Linked DNA regions of Capra hircus: region 2 is linked to region 1. The links are chromatin contacts, called in public Hi-C maps. All regions are on one chromosome and are shown on one strand. The core of a region is the stretch at or near the end of the contact, and the rest is flanking DNA. Distances in the headings are between cores, read along the strand shown.

What was found. Hi-C and Micro-C count contacts between places; a contact is called where the count stands out from the background.
Region 2: a contact with region 1 is called in a Hi-C map of liver, with 6 times the contacts expected there. The contact joins the promoter of ZGRF1 here to the enhancer-like site in region 1. A contact is called at or near these places in 2 of 5 Hi-C or Micro-C datasets (blood and liver).

The regions. Positions count from the first base shown.
Region 1 is chr6:13,225,654-13,231,918 of ARS1.2, reverse strand. No RefSeq gene overlaps it. Among named protein-coding and RNA genes, the nearest start is that of ANK2, 66 kb to the right of the region's middle. Within about 2 kb of position 4,643, at least 1 of the 5 cell types and tissues checked has an H3K27ac peak or open chromatin away from gene starts, as enhancers often do.
Region 2 is chr6:13,345,808-13,351,864 of ARS1.2, reverse strand. ZGRF1 (protein ZGRF1) reads right to left here and starts at 2,280. Exons shown (of 30, transcript XM_018049209.1): 1 at 1,985-2,280. LARP7 (la-related protein 7) reads left to right here and starts at 2,392. Exons shown (of 13, transcript XM_018049213.1): 1 at 2,392-2,525.

The DNA of each region.
Region 1 (6,265 bases), core at 3,394-5,893:
GCAAGCTCTGTTCAGGTCTGTCTATAGTTTCCAACCTTGTTTAAAATGTAAAACATCCACTCTTAAATCTCAGATCAAAAAATATGCAAATCAAATGTACCATTTAAGATTTTTTTCAGGAAAATGTAGATCTGCTGGTCTGCCTTTTCTAAGTTTTAGACAAATATGTCTTTTAATTTTGAGCTAAAGTAGACTGTTGCCTTTGTATTAAGTTTTGTTGGAAAAAGCTTGATAAAGCGCTAGCCTTCATAAAATCATAGATTGCTGAGAGAGAATATGAAACCAATAGGTGTCCTGTCCCTATTAGACAGAGAAATTTGTACACAGTTTATAGGAAAACAATCTGAGACTCTTAAAGGTTCTCTCTGATATATCTTTGACATTATTTGATATTGCTTAATTAATGACATTCAGTTCTTACTGTGGGTGAGAAGGTACAAGATGTGTAAGGAGCCTCTTACTTCCAACTGCTGACAGACTGGGGAGTTGGGAAGAGGCAGTGTGATAGGGAAAGGGGCTGGCCATAGTAAATCAAGAAGACGAAGACGAAAGTGAAGATGTTGCAGGGAACTCCCTGACGGTCCACTGGTTAGGACTGTGAGCTTTCTAGGCCCAGGGTCTAGGTTTGCTTCCCACCTCCCCCCCTCCACCAAAAAAAAAAAAAGTGAAGGTGTTACAATTCAAAAAGACTGGGAGCATACCAAGTGAAATGATAATTACTCAGAAGGCACTTAATTAGCATTGTTTCCCCCCTAATTTGATTTGCAATCTTGGCTAATCTTGCTAATCCTTATAAATAGGGTAATGGTTTTATTATTATTTCCTAACTAGTGGTCATAAGTTTTCTACACTATTTATCTGTATAACATCATCTTCTATATTAGAAATTATTATTAAAGTAAGTCGCCAGGTTTCTAAATAGTTTTTGAAAAGGGAAGAAAATAGCCTGTATTCCTTAATAACTATGAGTGGAAAATGCTTTTTGAGTAGAAAGACTCCTCAGTTCCTTTAACAAAGGGTCTTCCTTGATGGGGGGGCTTCCCTGATAGCTCAGTTGGTTAAGAATCCACCTGCAATGCAGGAGACCCGGTTTGATTCCTGGGTTGGGAAGATCCCCTGGAGAAGGGATAGGCTACCCACTCCAGTATTCTGGCCTAGAGAATTCCATGGACTGTACAGTCCATGGGGTCGCAAAGAGTCAGACAGGACTGAGCGATTTTTCACTTTCACACTTTCACTTCCTTGCTGGGAGGGCAGCAAGAATGCAAGATTGATTTCTGGATACTAGAGCCTTCAGCAGGTGAAAAATGGGATCCAGGGAATTCCCTGTTGCTCCAGTGGTTAGGACTGTGTGCTTCACTGCAGGAGACATGGGTCTGATCCCTGGTCTGCAAACTAAGATCAAAAAACATTGATCCAGTTAGGTCAGTGGAAAAACGGGCTAGAATAGACAGCAAGCATTGGTGGTTTATTGATTTATTGCTTTAAAACACTCTTTTTCCATATTACAAACCAATGTCCAACTATTGTAAATAGACCATGGTTTGTAGAATTTTCAAAACACTATTATTTTTTCTCTTTGAGGACAGGAAATTATGTTAGGTGAAGGGAAGGATACTTTGAATCTTAAAATATGTGTAGTAATTAAAATAGTTTTAGTGATATCTTACAGATGTACTGCTGCTGCTAAGTCTCTTCAGTCGTGTCCGACTCTGTGCGACCCCAGAGACGGCAGCCCACCAGGCTCCCCCGTCCCTGGGATTCTCCAGGCAAGAACACTGGAGTGGGTTGCCATTTCCTTCTCTAATGCATGAAAGTGAAAAGTGAAAATGAAGTCGCTCAGTTGTGTCCGACTCCCGGTGACCCCATGGACTGCAGCCCACCAGGCTCCTTTGTCCATGGGATTTTCCAGACAAGAGTACTGGAGTGGGGTGCCATTGCCTTCTTTCTTATTTTGCCATTGCAAAAATAAGAAAGCATATAAGCAAAAAGACAAAAGTAAAAATCCCTGATTTTTCACCTGAAAATGGTCATCATTAACATGTTGATATATGCTTTTCTGTTTTGTTCCCCTCTGCATCTAGTTTTTAAAAGGAAGCCACTCTTCTTGCAATTAGAAATCAAAATATTTTATATCTGGGAGGAACCTAAGAGATGGAGCTCAGATCCCTCATTAGAAGTAAGTAGATTGGCAAGGAGATCCAACTAGTCCATCCTAAAGGAGATCAGTCCTGAGTGTTCATTGATGCTGAAGCTGAAACTCCAATACTTTGGCCACCTTATGGGAAGAGTTGACTCATTGGAAAAGACCCTGATGCTGGGAGGGATTGGGGGCAGGAGGAGAAGGGGACAACAGAGGATGAGATGGCTGGATGGCATCATCGACTCAATGGACATGGATTCGGGTGGACTCTGGGAGTTGGTGATGGACAGGGAGGCCTGGCGTGCTGCAGTTCATGGGGTTGCAAAGAGTTGGACACAACTGAGCACTCGACTCAACTGAACTGAAATGAGATTGGGTTCTGAGAGGTGAGCCACACAGCTGGTTGTTGATAGACTGAGGCCTCAATCCCAGGTGACGGTGTCTTCCTTCACCACATCACACAGACACGTCATTCTTCTAAAGGCCTTAGACTCCAGTGTAAGAACAGATTGCACAGGAGAAGCTGGACTTCCCTTGACACTGAAGTTCAGTTTTGATTTGTTTAGGAACTTGATTTAAAGGCCAAGATTATTAACGGCAGTAGGACCAAAGAACAAGCCAACAAGAATAAAACTGAGTTGATGAAAGCCCATTAAGCTCTCAGTATGTTCAACAATAAATAATAGTCATTATAAAGAGTTGTGTACTTCTTCGTGTTTTTCTGATTTTTAAAATTACTCGTTGTGAAAGTGTTCAATCCTATAGAGTAGTAGAATAGTTTAATAATCCTCTCGATACCATCACTCTGACTCAACAGTTATTAACTTTTGCTCTTACTTCATCTAAACCCAATTGTTTTCTTTCCTCCTTTCCTTTATTTTTGTGGCTATAGTGTTTTAAGGTCAATCCCTGACTTCTTTTCATTTCACCTTTTCCATTTGTGATGATTTCATCCTGCAATTCCCTTGTTACAGTTGTGGTTGACGGTGTAGCTTGACGCTTTCTTGAGGTCTGTTCCTGACAGTGACATTTCTTATTAGTAACTTAGCAGCATTAATGAGAGTCTACCTTGATGGCACACCATGTGTCAGGCACAAGTCCAAGCGTTTTCCATGTGTGAATTTATTAAAGCCTTACAACAACCCTGTGAAATGTGTCTAGTATCTTCTCTGGTTTTGTAGATAAAAAAATTTGAAATATAGAGAATTGATATATGATGGATTCCTTCTGAGAAGTTCATCACTTACTTCATAAGGAATTCACAGTTAATAAAATTGAAGTCATAGAGTTTCTCAGGCAAGAATAAATTACATTTTTCCACATTTTCCCTGTTGCATTGTAGAGTTAATCTTACTTTTCTGTCTGTAGCCGTCTCATCATAATACAGGAGTAAATTCTGTGGATTGAGAAATGGGGTATGTGGTAAAAGACAGGAATATCAAGGGCTTCATAATTTGGTATTGTTGACTATGGGAGAAGAAAAAGTTTTCCTTGATCTTTTTAGGTTCCTGTCTGGGTTTGAACATGAGACTCACAAAGAGAGATTAATAGGAGAAAGTATACAAATGTATGTAATATTTGTTGTTGTTGTTCAGTCATTAAGTCATATCTGACTCTTTGCAACCCCACGGGCTGCAGGCTTCCCTGTCCTTCACTGTCTCCCTGAATTTGCTGAGATTCAGGTCCATTGAGTTGGTGATGCTATCTAACTCTTTCATCCTCTGCTGCCCTCTGCTCCTCTTGCCTTCAATCTTTCCCAGCATCGGGGTCTTTTCCAATGAGTTGGCTCTTCACATCAGGTGGCCAAAGTATTGGAGCTTCAGCTTCAGTCCTTTTTATGTAATATAAGTGTTATAAAACACACGCACCCTTAAAGCAAATATCAGAAGAAGAAAAACTGTTAGGAGAAACGCATGGACTGAATCCGCTCATCCTGGCCAGGCACCATAGTCACCATTGAGTAAGTTATTTTACGACAGGGGGTTCTTGTAAGGAACAAGGAACTAAAAAGCCATCAGCAGCTAGAGGAGTTTGAGAAGGATCAAAGGGAGACACCATGTGTCCGGCCACCTCCCAGAATCCTTCTCGCTGGCATCCATCTTGGTTGGGCAACTTGTGTGCCACCAGGAAGGACCCCGAGGCAGAATGATTGGCCTAAGACCACCCAGAGGACTTCCTTGGTGGCTCAGACGGTAAAGCGTCTGCCTACAATGCGAGAGACCTGGGTTCAGTCCCTGGGTTGGGAAGATCTGCTGGAGAAGGAAATGGCAACTGCTCCAGTATTCTTGCCTGGAAAATTCCGTGGATGGAGGAGCCTGGTAGGCTACAGTCCGTGGGGTTAAAAAGAGTCAGACACGACTGAGCAACCTCACTTCCTTTCCCTAAGACAACCCAGAAACTAATGCCATCATCATAAAACCCAAGACTGTGAGCCATGAGGCAGGGCAGTCCTGGATTCCGTTACCCTATGGCTCTTCGCCTGGGTGCCCCTTCCCAATAAGCTCTCCTGCTTTGTCAGCACGTGTGTTCTCCTCAGACAGTTTATTTCTGAGTGTTAAGACAAGAGCCCTCTTTCAGTCCTGGAAGGGATCCCCCTTCCTGCAACAAAACCTGAGGATTTTATATTTGGTTGACAAATGGTGGAAGGTCCTGGAAGGATATGGTAAGACAAAGGAGGTGAGGTCAGTGGAGTAAACTGGGGAAATTGAGCAAGTCCTGCCCATTCAGGTTTCTCTCTGTGTCCCCTTTTCTTAGAAGATAGGCGTGCTTGTTTCCTCCGTTGTAGGGAGGGCACCTCTCACGTGAGCAACTTGAGACCTGCTTCAGGGAAGGTCAGAAAGGTCTTCCTGCACCTGCTGTTTCTCAGATTCCTTCAGCTTAAAATGTTTAATGTGCCAAATGGATGTATTCTGAGGTAGTATGTCCTGATCATGGACTCTGTCATAATCTTTCCAAAGAAAGTGAGTGTTACTCGCTCGGTCCTGTCCAACTCTTTGTGACCCCATGGACTGTAGCCTGCCAGGCTCCTCTGTCCATAAAATTCTCCAGGCAGGAATACTGGAGTGCTTTGCCATTCCCTTCTCCAAAGGATCTTCCCAAACCCAGGGATCGAACCCCAGCCTCCCTCATTGCAGGCAGTTTCTTTACCATCTGAACCAGCAGGAAGCCCCTATCTTTCCAAAGATGTAGTGTTGTAGGTGTGTGGTTGTGTATAAGTTTTAAAGTTAGAAAAAGAGAATTTTAAAAAATTTATTGTCTAATTTGGATTTGAAATGTAAGCCTCCATACATTTTATTCTCTGATCAGTTTTGAATGTCACATTCTTCCATATTAGTTTTTCTATTTATGATTTTAGGAAAACAATACTAAGGGTCAGATTTACTAAACTGTCAGAACAGTCTTTACAAGGCAGCACATCTTTCTAATTAACAAATTTGAATTGCAATTTTCTTTTACCTTCCTAGCAATTGGTATCGGACAATAAGAACAAAGGTGGAAATTGCATAAGAATAAGAGGATTCCCTCTGGTCTGTTCCTTGGTGGTAAATTCCATCTCAATACTGTAGAGAGGTGGGGGGGTGAGTAAATTAGCACGTGAAAGGAGAGCCCCTTTGGCTCCCATTCTTAACTTCTGTGGCTTTTGATTGGCTTCGGTGGGATCCCTCCAGCATTTTCCTGTCATCCACACTTGGAACCTTATTTAATTATTAGAGATTATTAGAGTCTAATAATCTCAATGAGCGCTAAGAATCTCTTGTAGAGGACTTGATGCTTTCAGAGTGCTTCTGCATCCATGATGCATTTCATTTTTTTTCTTCCCTTCATCTTCTCCCTATCCAGTTTGTGTTACGTTCCTATTGATTTCCTGACTATCATATCTTTTACTTTTTTAGAGGCGGGGGCATGCCAGCAAATTGTCAGATTTTAGTTCCCCAACCAGGGATGGAACCTGGCTCATGGCAGTAAGAGCACAGACTCCTAACCACTGGACCACCAAGGAATTTCCCATGTCTTTTAGATTCAACCCCTCTATTCCAGTAACTGATACCATAAAAATCACAGCATGGTGGAGCTGGAAGGATCCTTACAGACCATTTAATTTGAATTCATCATCCGTTAAAT
Region 2 (6,057 bases), core at 1,031-3,530, 120 kb before region 1:
GTGATACACACTCAAGTTTGAAACCTACAGGTATTCAATAAAGCAATAATTTGCAATTCTGGATTAAATTCATCCTTTATATGTATAAAATGTACAAAAATAGGCCACCTACATGTTATTTATAAATCACATATATTTAGTACTTACTGTGTGCTATGTACTGTGTGTACATAGCGCTAGGCCAAGATACTAAAATGAACAAAATACTACTCCTAGTCTCAAGGAATTTCAGTATAGCAGGGTAATAAACAGTAATTACAAAAAATATGGAAGGAAAAGCACTGGAGGGGTACCCAACTCAGTCTAGGGCATCAAACGAGGTTTCCTGAAAGACATAATGCATACACTGTAAACCAAAATAATCATTAACCAAGGAAAAATTCCAAGGAGGGTATTTCCAAATAAGAATAACATGTACAAAAAAGCTGTGGAAGGCATAATCAAGGAACTCTAGTTTATAATCAAGTGTAAGATAGTGAGTTGTGAGAGATAAGTCTGAAAAAGTGAGCAATAACAGGATGCAAAGGGCATTCTATTTTATGCTAAGTTGTTCGGACTTTTTAAAAAGACAGTAGGAGGCCAAGGCAGAATTTCAAGAATAAGTTAACATAATCTGACTTGGGTTTTACAAAGATTGCTCTGGCTGCTAAATGGAGAAAGGGCAGGGCAAACGGGACACAAATGAGAAATGAATACTTGTCCCATGATATAGTTCACAGCACAGGGCCAGACCTACAGAGGCACTGCCTTTCAGAAATATAACTCCATATCCTAATCCCTCCCCTCCAGCTAACAGGATTGACAGATGCCTAGCGAATGCCAAGAAGATAACAGAGGTCCAAAGAAACACATGGTTGACTGCTGCTTGAACAGCAACTGGCTTCTAGCCACTGAATGCGTTAGACATCAAATATATGTAGATAAGACTACATAGTGTCAACACAATGCTTGGCATGTAGCAGTTAACATTAGATCCCTTTAATAACGGTTATTATTTATTCAGTGTAAATTATATGCTAGAACACTGTTAAAATGCTTTAAATTTTACACCTTATAGTACAGATACTATTTTTTATATTCATTTTACAAAAACAGGAAGTGAGGTACATCAGTATGTAATTTGCCTAAGATCATGAAGTAAATAAATGGCAGATTCAGAATTCAAAACTAAGTAGTCTAAATTCTGGTGTTCCCATTCACAAAAACTACATTATGTGACTATGGAAAACCTACTGTAACAGGCAACAATGGGACTGGATTCTTTACATATATTTATCAGTCTCATAATCCTGAAAAGTTGTTATTACCATCACAATTTACAGGTTAGAAATCCAGTATTTACTTCTTTCGGATTACTTATACGCTGTTTACCAACTGCAAAATAAATTCCCCCATTGTTTTCCTAAATTAGAAATATTACTTGAGGGATGTATTGAGACGGTCCAAACTCTTGTTAAGTGGTAGATTACTTTAAAGAATTACACTTCAAAAAAAGGGGGAGAGATTAGATGTTTTGTGATAATTTAGTACAGAAATACATACATATCTTCACACACACATTATTGTGCTGTTTTTTAGATTTATGTATAAAATTCGGTGTTATCACTAAAATATGACCTGTTCTTGCTAAGTACGATGAGATGTTTTTGGTCCTTTTCTTTTGGAACAAGCAGGATCTTTCGAATCCCTACGTGGTTCACAGATTTAAAAATTTAAGAATCACGAGCCCAATAGCCTTTTAAGAAACGGTCCAGTCCAGACAACCAAAAGATGCTCACATTTCATTTGCCAACGTTCTAATTATCACTATCTTGTGTAACCAGATGACAATGAAGAAGTGACCCTTTGTCAGTCCTAAAAGCAAACAGCAAAACCATCCCGGGTTCTCACACGGATACCGGAACTGCCCAGCAGGAGTTGGGGGAAGGTGGTAAAGACGAAGCACTAATTATTTACAGGTTGCTGGGCCAAGCCGTGAACCAACCTTATCTCCACACAGTTTCGTTACCGAACCCCGTCTGGCGGAGCAAACTCCTTCGCCCGTCGCATCAAAATCAGTGACAGCACCTCGAGCTCAAAACTCCAGCCTATCTACCCTCAATCCCCAGAAACTCCCGAGTGGAAACAGCTCTTTTAACTTGCTCATTCCACAAAACCCACTTTCGAACTTCTCCCGCGAAAAGCCGTGACATCATCAACTCGCGACTGCACCAGATCAAACACCACTATTTAGCCCGCCCACCACGGCTCCGGACCTGAACGGCCGTTTTCAAACTGCCAATCAAGTTCCTCTTTGGCGGCTAGCCTCTGTGGCGACTGCGTTCTCCGATGTCCCGCCCCCACGCTGAGCGGGCCTACGCCTGTGACGTAAACGACGGTCGCACAACCTCTGGGCCCATCTTTTCCAAGGCGTTCGGAAGAATTGTCGCTCATGTGACGCTAAAATAACCACGACTATAAGGTTCGGGGGACGCGAAGGACTGAAGAACGCAGTCTCTGGCCCTGTATTTTGGGAATTGGACAGAGTAAGTTCTAAGTGGACTCTAGGGAAGCCCAAGTTGGGTGAGATCTAAATTACTCTCAGTCTTTTTCTATGCCGGTCCTTTCTGTCATCTCTGGTCCTTCTCATCCCGCCCCCTCCCACCAACCCATCAGTTAGATTGCCCTAGTGTCCTGGTTCTCTGTGCGCACGCGCAAGACTCCTCCGGCAGCCCTTGCAGTTCCAGTTTTCTAGTGATTGGGGGCGCTTGCCGTCCGGTTTTGGGAGGTTTGGGGTAGTCCCGCGTTTGACGGCTTCCTTGAGGAAGAACGGGTACCTAAAGGGGCAGTAGTCAAAAGGGGAATTGCTTTTCTTCTCAGATTCGAGTTTTGGTGGCCAAAAGATAGCGAATGTGGACTTGTATTTTTAAATTAAGTCATTTCTTTTTTCAGAACTTTTGTCTCTATCATTCAGAGAGCTGAACATCCAGTTATGGAAGGAAGAAAAAATACAGTGTATTATTGAGTGCGTTAATAGACATACTTAAAAGGGAAACAGATGAGGCGGTTGTTTAGGGGAAATGTGCTAGCAGAAAGCTAGAAAGAGTAAGATGCCGTTTAACCTGGGCCTTGAAAATTGAATAGGACTTGATAAGACAAGGAAGACGAGAAGCTTTTAAAGCAGAGGCACAGAGACAAGAAAGTAGGCAACGCTGGATAGTCAGATGTGACTAGAACTATAGTTCTTAACCTTTTTGACACACCATTTCCTTTTAAAACGTGATTTAAAAGATATGGATGAGCCTCCCAGGAAAATACATATACATTTCTAAATATTTTCTATAACCTTTTAAAGAAAAATTGTGAAAGATGTTGAAATAGCCAAAAAAAGAGGTGTCTAGCTTACTTTTCCAGCTTACCTCTGCTTTTCATTGTCATTGAGCTATGTTACAATTATGTAAGTTATAATTGAAATGTCTTAAGAGTTATTGCCCTGATTAGTGTTACATCTGTTAACAAGTTCATTTCAATATTTTTGCTTGCTTGTATTTGCGCTTGTCTAGTTTTTGAGTTCACCTTTGAACTGGTTTTTAGCACTTAACTAGTTCCCTGGTTAATTACTTAAATAAAATGATTGACGAGTTCATTTTATAAATGTAGAAAAGTCATGGTTTCACCTTTAAAATTTACCTTTGAAAATTTCTTGGGATTTACAATAATTTTTGAAATCCATCCCAAATTCCATGGATTTCAGGTTAAGAATTTCTGAGCCAGGAGAGATGGACTTGTGGACACAGCCGGGGTGGGGAGGGAGAGAGTGAATGAATGGAGAAGGTAGCATCAACAGATACACACTACCGTGTGTAAAATGGATAGCTGGTGAGAAGTTGCTGTATGACACAGGGAGCCCAGTTTGGTGCTCTGTGATGACCTAGAGGAGTGGGATGGAGAAAGGGGAGGGAGGCTCAAGAGTGAGGGGATATATGTATATTTATGACTGATGGTGGCGCTACTGTTAAAAAAAATCTTGCCTCCCATTGCAGGCAATGTAAGATGCAATGTTAGATCCCTGAGTCAGGAAGATCCCCTGGAGGAGGGCATGGCAACCCACTCCAGTATTCTTGCCTGGAGAATTCCTTGGACAGAGAGGAGCCTGGATGGCTGCAGTCCATGGGATCACAAAGACTCAGACACTGCTGAAGCGACTTAGCACGAACACACAGATGGCTGATTCGCGTTGTTGTACAGCAGAAACCAACACAACATTGTAAAAAAAAAAAAATTTAACAATTTAAAAAAAGGATTTCTGAGTCAAAACATAGACTACATGGTAAGAGGTTGCAAGAGGTTCTACTAAAACGTAGGCAGTGTGAAAGTTAAACATACCTGAGCTTACTTACCTAGCTAGCTTTAGCCAGGTCACTTAACCTTTGAGCCTTTGTAAAAAGTTAAGAGAAATAACCTAGAGGGATTATGAGGATTTAAAACAAGGTGTGTAAAGTAACTGGTGTTACACAGTAACTTTTATTCTTTGTTTAAACCCTATGAAACTAGTTGATTCATTTAACAATTTTTTAAAAATATATGCTGTGTTACCAAAAGATGCTAAAGAATTATTATTGTTGAAAGTTTTAGCATTAGAGTCACAAAATTAGACCTGTGTTTAGACAAGTTACACAGCTTCTGTGAAGGATGGAGGACTTCTCAAACAATTTATAAACAATTTCCGTATTATTATAACAGTAGTTGTGGAAAACACTGGATGAAGATAAGAGCCATTCCAAAGGTTACATTGATAGGGATTAATGACAGATTGGTAAATGATAAAATGATAATAAATAACAGTTAGATATTGTTGACTGTGTGCTGTATAGCAGTAATGGAAAGTGCTTTATCCATTTTGATTAATTTTTAAAACAATCCTAGTATGTCAGTATAAATTTTATTCCACTTTGTAGATCGTAGAAAGTTGAGTTAACTTGCCCCAAATCCATACAGCTAGTAAATAGCTCAACTGGTTAACTAAGTAGAGTATGTCATCCTTAAATAAAATGAGAGTGGTGAGAAGAACAGCAGAACAGACATTGCTAAGAAAGATAAGAACTTTGATTTGGAATGTATGGAATGACAGTATACCTATTTGTTATCATAGGACATTGAAAAAGTAAACTATGACTATCATGTAACTTCCTGATCTTCTGCAACCAGTGTGTAGGGAAGAGAACTTGTACCATAGCTTATTTCCTGTTTAATCTAATCCATATCTGTACTCGAAAATGAATGTATATTTGATTCTCCACAGATTTTTAAGATTGAAAATTGCAGAGTGTTATTCACATGGGGCAAGATTTTCTGAGCTTAATTCTCCAGGCTATATTCTCCAGCTATAATCTCCAGAATATAAAAATATTCTCATATATTTATATATGAGAAAGGAAGGAGAGTATCAGGGCTGAGAAGAGAATGCTGGGAAAAGTCTGATTTCTGGGAGATTTGTGGCTTTCTGTGTTTATGCAGTTTTGTCCACTATCTCCTTAGACGGTGGCTTTGACGATGAAAACAAATGGAGAAGTGGTGTGTGTGTGAAGTCGCTCAGTCTTGTCCGACTCTTTGCAACCCCATGGACTGTAGCTTATCAGGGTCCTCCCTCCATGGGATTCTCCAGGCAAGAGTGCTGGAGTGGGTTGCCATTTCCTTCTCCAGGGGATCTTCCCAACCCAGGGATCGAACCCAGGTCTCCCGCATTCCAGGCAGATGCTTTAACCTCTGAGCCACCAGGAGAAGTGGTAATCTGCCCTTTATAGATTTTTCAGATGAAAGAGTTAGTAGTGAATTCTGTAGTGACAATCATAGCCTACATTTGTATTTTGTTTATAATTCTACCCCCTTACAAAATAACTTGAAATGCTCAATACTTGACAATGTATTAGATGCTGTTAGTTATATTACTTAACTAGACAATAAATAAATGCCAAGGTTGTGATCAAGCTGAAGTCTCTGCCTTCTTAGTGTTTATATTATAATGAAGCAGGCAATAAAATTATAATTCCAGGTAGGAATAAGAGCATTAAAGTATAG